Linked DNA regions of Mus musculus: region 1 is linked to region 2. Evidence: chromatin contacts called from public promoter capture Hi-C data. All regions are on one chromosome and are shown on one strand. Each heading gives the region's core, a stretch centred on a gene start, on an enhancer-like site or on the middle of the called end of the contact. The rest is flanking DNA. Distances are from core to core; before and after follow the strand shown. Region 1 holds the start of Fabp2 (fatty acid binding protein 2, intestinal). Region 2 has its middle 23 kb from the start of Gm33987.

Region 1 (4,007 bases), core at 163-2,662, 1.0 Mb before region 2:
GCCCTGGATAACAAAAACAAGATCAACAAACCTTTTGCTTCAATGATCAGCCCAATTTCAGCAATGTCAAATGAAGAATTAAAAGGTATATTCATACATTAAAGAAACACAACCTCAGGTCTGGGTATTTATTAATTTCCAACACTAAAATTGCATTTATTTGTTTTGTTGTTGTTGTTTGAAACTGGCTCTTGATATGTAACCCAGGCAGGCCCCAAACTTGCTGCATAGCACAGGTTAGCCTATAGTCTTTTCACTCTCAAGACTGTTAAGATCTCCAGTGTACACCACCATGGTTTGCTTGCCTTATAATTATATTGACTCTTTGTGGCATTCCTCATTGGCCTAAGCCAGAAAAATTATTCGGAAATTATATGATTAATTCATTATAATATGAAATTTTATAAACTTCAATTCAGGATCCCTAAAGTAAAAGATAATTTATTCAGGCTTTATTTCAAGTAATGAAACATTTTTGCCTAGTTTGTAGTGTAAGCTACCATACTAGTAGACATTTATAGTAGAGTTAAATTACACCTCTGTGAAGAATGTACAGCATTTTATGGTTATTCCTAACGTTAGATAAGTTAGAGGAAAGAATTACATATAATTTATTTAAGCTGGGTTTTGAAAAAATTATTTTCTTACTTTATTAAAAGATCCTTGCTTTTTTAATCCCCTATAATCCCGTGGGTTTTTTTTTTAAACTCTGGAAATTATAACTCACTATAATATTCTTTTTTAAATGAACGCAAACATGTCAGTTTTTAATTACGCATGTGCAATTACCAGGCAAGGGAAGAAATCATAGGTGTCTCTTTCTTTGGTGTGTTTCAGAGAGCAGGGCTTGCCCGAGGGAGACAAGATATTCTTCCTAAAGCAGGAGGTGCAAGTATGGATTTCCTGGCTCTGAACAATCGGTCAGCTAGAGCTTTGCCACATCACAGGTCATTCAGTAACTACACAGACAGGAGAAAACAAACAGACAGGAAGCCAGTGCTTACCCATTTTCTCCATGAACTTTTCATAGTTCTCGTTCCGGTCTACTTTCCACGTGCCGTCGAATGCCATGATCTCAGCTGTGTGTGTCTCTAGGAAAGCAGAGGTCCAGTCCTGTCCACTAGAGAGAATTTATTCTATTTCTTATCTTCGAACCAATTCATACTGTGATGTGGAAGTTCGAAGTTCAGGAGATAACCTAACCGCCTCACATGCCAGGCCCCTTTGGTTTCTCTTCCCATGCTTTCTTTGAATCTACTGCTGGGATTCAACTGAATTAAAATCTGATAATCATTCCTACTCTGCCTTCAACTACAGCATGTGGGCATTTTTATTTCAAGAATTAGGGCCAGGTAATGATGGCTGACACTTTTAATCGCTGCTCTCCGGAGGCAGAGGCAGCCAGTTCTAAGGTTGGTCTAAAAGGGAGTTCCACTCCAGCCAAAAAGCAAACAACAAAAATGAATTAGGCAATAAACCAATCCAAACAAACAAACAACAACAACAAGAAACTCTCAAGGTAGTTTTCTATTTACAAGTTCAAAGTGCACACTATGTAGCAGGTAATATAATTTGTAACATATATCAAACTTCGGAGACATGAGACTTATACCCCAAGCCTTTCACAGGAGCCTTACAAAACTAAACACAAATGCAACTTCAAAGTTAAAGTTTGAGTGATTGTTGGAGCTAAAAATGTATTTTTATTTTAATTAGGAATAATCTTTTCCCTAAGATTAGTTTATTGAAATAAAATTAATCTTAAATTTAATATATTAGCTATTTGCCCAAACATCACTGTCATCATATTCTGAAACAGTGTTATTATTCCTAAAAGAAACTGCATACATTTCTAGCAGTGGGTGTTCATTTTCTATTTTAGACCATTAGGTTCTCAGCTGCTTTCTACCTCTATAGACATTTCATACAAATATAATTGCATAGTAGGTGGTCTTTTTATGTTTGAATCTTTTCACTGAATGTGTTCTCAATGTTTACATATCAGCCAGCTCTTTATTTTTTAATGTTTTATTCTTGATTAATGTGAGTAAATTATGTAAATTAAGGAATTCCGCATGACATTTCAATACAGGCATAATCAAATCCAGTTTCCCTCCCTCCCTCCTCTCATGCCAACCTCGAGCAACACACTCCAAACAATGTTTGTTAGTTGAAGTTATGTTTTCTAATATACCCTTTTGCATTGTATTTGGGGTTATCAGAGGTTTGTAGAAATATCCCTGGTTCCTGGCATACTTGTCTGATGCCCTGGGAATCATGAGGTTTTTTGTTTGTTTGGTTTTGTCTTGAAGGGTTATAGATCACTAAGCAAAACCTCAAGAGGTAGAAATGTGGGTGTATAGTGAGAATTCTGGAGTTTTGGTTTCTTTTAAAAACACAGGAACACTATGGGGATGTGTTTTTATTTTGATCCCTGGTGTGGTGTATAGGGCTGCTTCGGACTGTCAGAATCAGCTGTCCATGATTTGCTTCGTGCTCTAGCAGGGGTGTGATTTTGCCAGCTGCAGATGGTTGGTTGTTTTTGGTTGCGTTTGGTAAGTAGTCATGTGAAGGAAGAAACAAGAAGAGAAGGAGAGAAAGGAGAGAAGGAAGAGGAAGAGGAGGAGGAAGAGGAAGGAGGAGGAAGAGGAGAAAGAGGAAGGAAGAGGAAGGAGGAGGAGGAGGAGGAAGAAGAAGAAGAAGAAGAAGAAGAAGAAGAAGAAGAAGAAGAAGAAGAAGAAGAAGAAGAAGAAGAAGAAGAAGAAGAAGAAAAGAAGAAGAAAGAAATAAAATTCCTGACTGAGAAGATCAAACTTGCCCCCAAAAATGTGATGCCCCTAGTCATCAGAGTAGTCTAACTATAACATTAGCCAAGGATCTCTTTCCTCCCCTTTCCCCTCTATTCTTTTCTCTCTCCTATCTAGTGTTAGGGGATTGAAAGAGTAAAAGAAAGAAGGACCCACAAAGTAACCAGAGAGTGGCTACATAGCTGTCTCACACAAAACTCTTAGGACCAGTGTGAAAAGAGAACAAAAGCCAAATGTTAAGTATGGTATTTAATTTTTTTCCCTCATTTTCTGTTATTTCCAAACTAGATAGACTGAGAAACCATTGCCCAAGTGTGTGTGTGTGTGTGTGTGTGTGTGTGTGTGTGTGTGTGTGTGTGTTGGGGGAGGGGGTGGAGGCAGTGGAGCAAGAGAGAATAGCTAGAATCCACATCTGTCCCTTCTTTTGCTGCTGGTTTGGCTTATAGAGGCCTGTGTAGGAAGAGGAAAAACTTGTAGCAGCATGAAGAAGGAAATCTTGATTGTTAACTAGTCTTAAGATGTCAGTTACTGAAAAGAGATGATTACTAAGAATGATGGTGCTCAGAGAAAGTCTGACTAACTCAGGGCGGCAAAGAAGCTGAGATCCCGTTCTAGACCAGGGGTGGAAGATTCCAATATTTCTGAACGCTACGTTGGAGAACAGACCCACATTTTAGGATTTTCATTGTTGTCCATTGGGCATCATGTTTTTGGTGAAGTTGTGTTGTCACCCCGCGCCATGAGGAAGGGGAAAGAATACAGCAGTGGGCTTGTGAAACAGCAAAGTCTTATAGTTCCCACCACGTAAGCAGAGTCAATGATCCACCAGGGTTACCACACAAGGACTCAGGAGCCTTGTTTCTTCTGGCAGCCCCAAGGAGGAGCTGAAGTAGGATTTAACGTTTTGGGGAACTAGTGTTGCTTAGAGGAGTTGGTCAGCTTAGGTAAAATGGAGTCTGAAGGCAAAATGGCAGTCCTTAAGCCAAGTTCTTTTTTTCTGCTCCCAACAACTCTGCATTGATTCTTATTAAATGAGCACATTAAATAGTAAACTACCTTCTACTAGCTCCATAAAGAGAAGTCAGAACACAAGCAGGAGGGTTCTAATAAGGAGAGCTCTCCTCATTCACAGCCTCAGATTTAATAAAACCAGCTGCGTTGTCTCAAAGATAACGAAGCCTTATCACTTCTGAAGCATCA
Region 2 (4,207 bases), core at 475-2,974:
TTCATGGCCCTCCCAAGTGTAGCAGGTGGGACTGAGCTTACCTCTGACTACTCACTACAGTTAGCTATTGTTGTTTGTTTATATGTAAGGAAGGCCACAGTGTTTTGTTGTTGTTTTGTTTTGTTTGTTTTGTTTTACCGTGTACAGCTTGTCCTTGTGACTGCATACTTTACTCATGTGGCTCTTCCTCAGAGTATAAATTGTCTGATGCTCTAAATAAAGCTGGCTATTGCATGAGACTTTAATCTGCCTTATTTTTAGGCTCCACTTTTTCAAGTCCAACTACCAATTGTGTGGTAAACAATGCAGTATTATTATTATTATCCTATTTTACAGATGATGATGTGACCAGCCTTTTCCGAAATGAAGATGTTCTAGAGACTTGGATCCTGCTATCTGCTTGTCAGACCATTTAAACACTGGCTCCTGAGAAGTAGAAATTCCCTAGGACCTTCATGCTGAGAGAAGAAAAAGATCCCTGCCAGAGTGGGGCAACTTGTTTCCTAGGAAAGAGATTTACAACTTGTTAGACTACCTTATGGGGTGAGACTGAAGCCCAGACATTGGTGGGTCAGTGGTGCACGGGATCACACATTTACTTGGACTGCTTAGATGTGCATAGTTCAGCCCTCTATTAAATTCCAACCTCACTTCAGGACTTTAGGGGAAGGTGGTCATTGCATCTCTTTGTCCTTCTCCCCAATGTGACCACATTGAATAGTTCTTTTTCTTCTTTTATCTATTAACTCGGTTGTTTTAATTGGTTGTTCAAGGACAGGTGATCAAACTTGGCTTCTTGGGGTTCATTCACACTGTGACCTAAAGTTTGGTAACAATGGGAGCAAGACTTGACCCAGATCTCCAGATAATCATGTAATGGAACAGGTAGACTCAAGTCTCCTTTACCCAGGCAGGTCCTTAAATCCAGGACTCAATTTAGAATTTCAGCTTTAATGAACTCAAGAAATGGAGTCAGTCCTGGTGGCCATCAGACCTATTGGCATCCACTCCTCTGTGATTCACACATTCAGGTTCTTTTCCCTGGCGTTGGCATACATTCTGATTGTATTTCATAGGCACTCCTTTCTCCACCTAACTCTCGCCCTGCCAGTGTGATCTCTGTGTGCTTCAACAACCTGGCATTCATGTCCTTTGGCTCCAACTAGGGTTCAACCAGGGGAAAGTTTGGCAGAGATTAGAGAGGGAAGGAAAGTTCAAAGTATTTGTTGCCCCAAGTTACTCCCTGTGTAACTGACTGCCTATGACAGGTTTTCTTTAGAATGACGTCTATTGCTCTCCTGACCAAACCCGATCAGAGTCCCTGCAGCCTCTTCTCTAATTGTTGTTTTAGGGCTAGAAGTTGTAATCTGAGATACACATATCCCCAGATAATTGAATTATACCTTTCATTTTCCTTAAATCACACATGTTCAACCAACCCCTTTATACATAGACCCTCTTTAGTATATTCTACTTGGAGGTAAACTATCTTTTTTTTCGTTATCATTTATCATTATTATTTACTGGCTTACAAGTATTGCTTCCATATTGGAGTTGTATCCTTTTGTTAATCAGTTGTGGGGACATTTCCCCAGCTTAGTGAGCTTTATGTAATAGAGATTTGGCAGTGTGCCCTCTATGTGCTGACTCAAGACCACACTCTGGAAAATGTGGCCTTGATCTTTGACACACATATGGCAATTGCCTCTTCCATCCTGCTTGGGGTGGAGTGAGGTGTCTGGCTGTGATCCATTTGTGGTTCAAATACCAGCTCCTCCCCAGAGGTCATAGTTCTCTTTCAGGATATGGAAAGATTTTGTCTTGTGTTCCTGAGTGGTCTTTCAGGAGCTGTTTTTCAATATTAATTGTGTCTTCCTTGGCCTCTCATTCTTCTGTGGACCTCAGATAGTGTCATTGCTGCTATGTGCTAGAATTCTAGGCATCGTCCCTTCCTCTTAGAGGCACCTCTACTGGGAAGTGGAAATGACAATGTGGTGAAAACCACAGTTTATTTATCACACATAATGGTTTTGCTTCAAAATGCCGTGACTTTTCCAGAAGTGCACTGAGGACTTTATTTCATGGTAAAACCTCATAGAGATATTATTATTATTATTATTATTATTATTATTATTATTATTATTATTTAGTTGTATCTGTACAATAGGTATGTGCTTGATGCCCACAGAGGCCAGATGAGGGCATCAGTTTTTCTGAACTGGAATTACAGATGGTTGTTGGCTTTCATATGAGTGCTGGGAATTGAACTCTGGTCCTCTGGAAGAACAGCCAATGTTCTTAACTGCTGAGCCATCTCTCCAGCCTTACCCTTATAATTAATATTGTCCCTGTCCTTAGATCTTAGGAGTTTCTTCTAACCTTCTTATAACTTCTGTACTATGGATTAATCTTCTTGCCTGTCCACAAGGATCCGTCTCTCCCTAAATTGTTTTTTTTTAATCTTAAATACTAGAATATTGAACATTAAAGAGGGAGCCTACTTGTAGGAATAGTGTTCCTATTGCCTTATGTCTCTGAACTGCCTGATGGAGCGATCAGCACTGCAGGTTCAATGGAGGTAGTCAGGGTGGGCAGATGCCCAGCTTCCTTGGAGCTCTCTGACCTACTGCAGGTCAGTCTTCGTGCTCCATTGATCAAGAATATTCTTTTTTTTTCCCTTAACCTCCTGCTTTCAAACCTTGTCACCTCAGGCCTCAGAATGAGAAGTGTGTTCTAAATAGACACTTGTTTAACCATACTCTGCATAGTGGGTTTCACCCAATCAGGCTTAGAACTACAACATCTCCTTACTCTAATGGAGAATTGGGGAGGAAGCACTGGTTTTGTGCCTTTGGGAAAGGAAGGATGAAGGGGATCCAAAAGGACTGATACATTTTTACTTCCTACCCTGAACTTTCAGATTTTGAGTTGCAGATGTACAGCAGGCATAAGACAGGATGGGAGATGTTTGGACCTTGGAAGTGCACCATTAAAGGAATGTTAGAAAGAATGGCATACAACGTGAATTTCTCTTCCCCCTCCCCCTCCCCTGTTTTACTTCTCCTCCTCTCCCTCCTCCTCTCACTCTTCCTCTCCCTCCTCCTTCCATTCTTCCTTCCTCTTCTCCCCACAACTTCCAATGGAATCTTGCTATAAAGTCCAAACTGGCCTCATACTCATGAAGGTTATTGCCTCTTTTGAAATGAAGACATGTTTTTCTTCGGCCTGGAAATCTGTCATTTACAAACATAAGCATGGCATCTAGCTATTAAAGAGGGAAGGGGTCAAAAAAATATGAGTCTGTGACATACTGTTGAAGGGAGACAGCTGTGGTTATGGCATGCACATGTTTCTCTCGTATGTGTGTATGTATGTGCGCATGCATGCATGTCTGTCCGTCTGTCTGTCTGTGCTCTGTATATATTCAAAGATGCTGGTTCCATTTAGCTGGGTTAAAAGACTTACTGAGACATGACTAGTTGGAGAGGGGGAAAGACTGTGTTGCTGAAAGGGTGTGTGTCATGGAATAAAACTTCAAACAACCTGGGGAAACATTTGTGGGTAGTCTGTGGACATTCTGGGAATGGAAAGCGACTGTCAATGACCAAGACAAACTGGTACAGAAACAGGGAAACTCCCCAAGGGGATTATGCAAAAGTTTTAAAAATACCTTAGCCTAAGAGAGGCCCTTTATCACAGGGACTGCACAGAGGAAGTGCATTTTAAAAAATCATCTGCATTTAGCTATAATTGATAAGTAGTAGCGTCACCTATGAGACCAAGGAGTTATTGCTTAATGCATACATGATTTCTGTTTGATATGATGGAAGGGTTTTAGATAAATGTGTTGGTTACACAACAGTCTTAGTATAATTAATGCTACTTACACATATACTTAGTTAAAATGGCCCTTATGCCCTCTGTGTATAAGTTTACCCCAATAAAATCCATCAGTTAATTAAAACATGAAAAACTGTCAACTCCCCAAAGTTTTCTTGCAATCATGAGAAGTCAATCCCATTCCCTCAGACCTGGAAAAAACCCGACCTATTTCTTTGTCACTATAATTTATCATTTTCCAGATTCCATATAAATATGATCATAAATTATTTAAGTCTTTTATGTCTGGCCTTTTAAGCGTATAATGTCTTTTAAATTAATCCATGTCACTGTGTGAACCAGTCTCTTATGACAGCCACTGTTATTA

Evidence for each region. Promoter capture Hi-C pulls out the DNA fragments that hold promoters and counts their contacts.
Region 1: a contact with region 2 is called in a promoter capture Hi-C map of liver, with 2.0 times the contacts expected there. The contact joins the promoter of Fabp2 here to the enhancer-like site in region 2. A contact is called at or near these places in 5 of 39 promoter capture datasets (embryonic stem cells, hippocampal neurons, liver and 1 more), 6 of 484 Hi-C or Micro-C datasets (cardiomyocytes, cerebellar granule neurons, cerebellum and 2 more) and 1 of 9 other capture datasets (embryonic stem cells).

What each region holds. Positions count from the first base shown.
Region 1 is chr3:122,892,477-122,896,483 of GRCm38.p6, reverse strand. Fabp2 (fatty acid binding protein 2, intestinal) reads right to left here and starts at 1,412. Exons shown (of 4, transcript NM_007980.3): 1 at 1,005-1,412. The coding sequence starts at 1,071. The region is part of intron 3 of 4933405D12Rik (RIKEN cDNA 4933405D12 gene); the gene reads left to right.
Region 2 is chr3:121,872,263-121,876,469 of GRCm38.p6, reverse strand. No RefSeq gene overlaps it. Among named protein-coding and RNA genes, the nearest start is that of Gm33987, 23 kb to the right of the region's middle. Within about 2 kb of position 1,724, at least 36 of the 459 cell types and tissues checked have an H3K27ac peak or open chromatin away from gene starts, as enhancers often do. A contact at or near this core is called in liver, where this site is marked.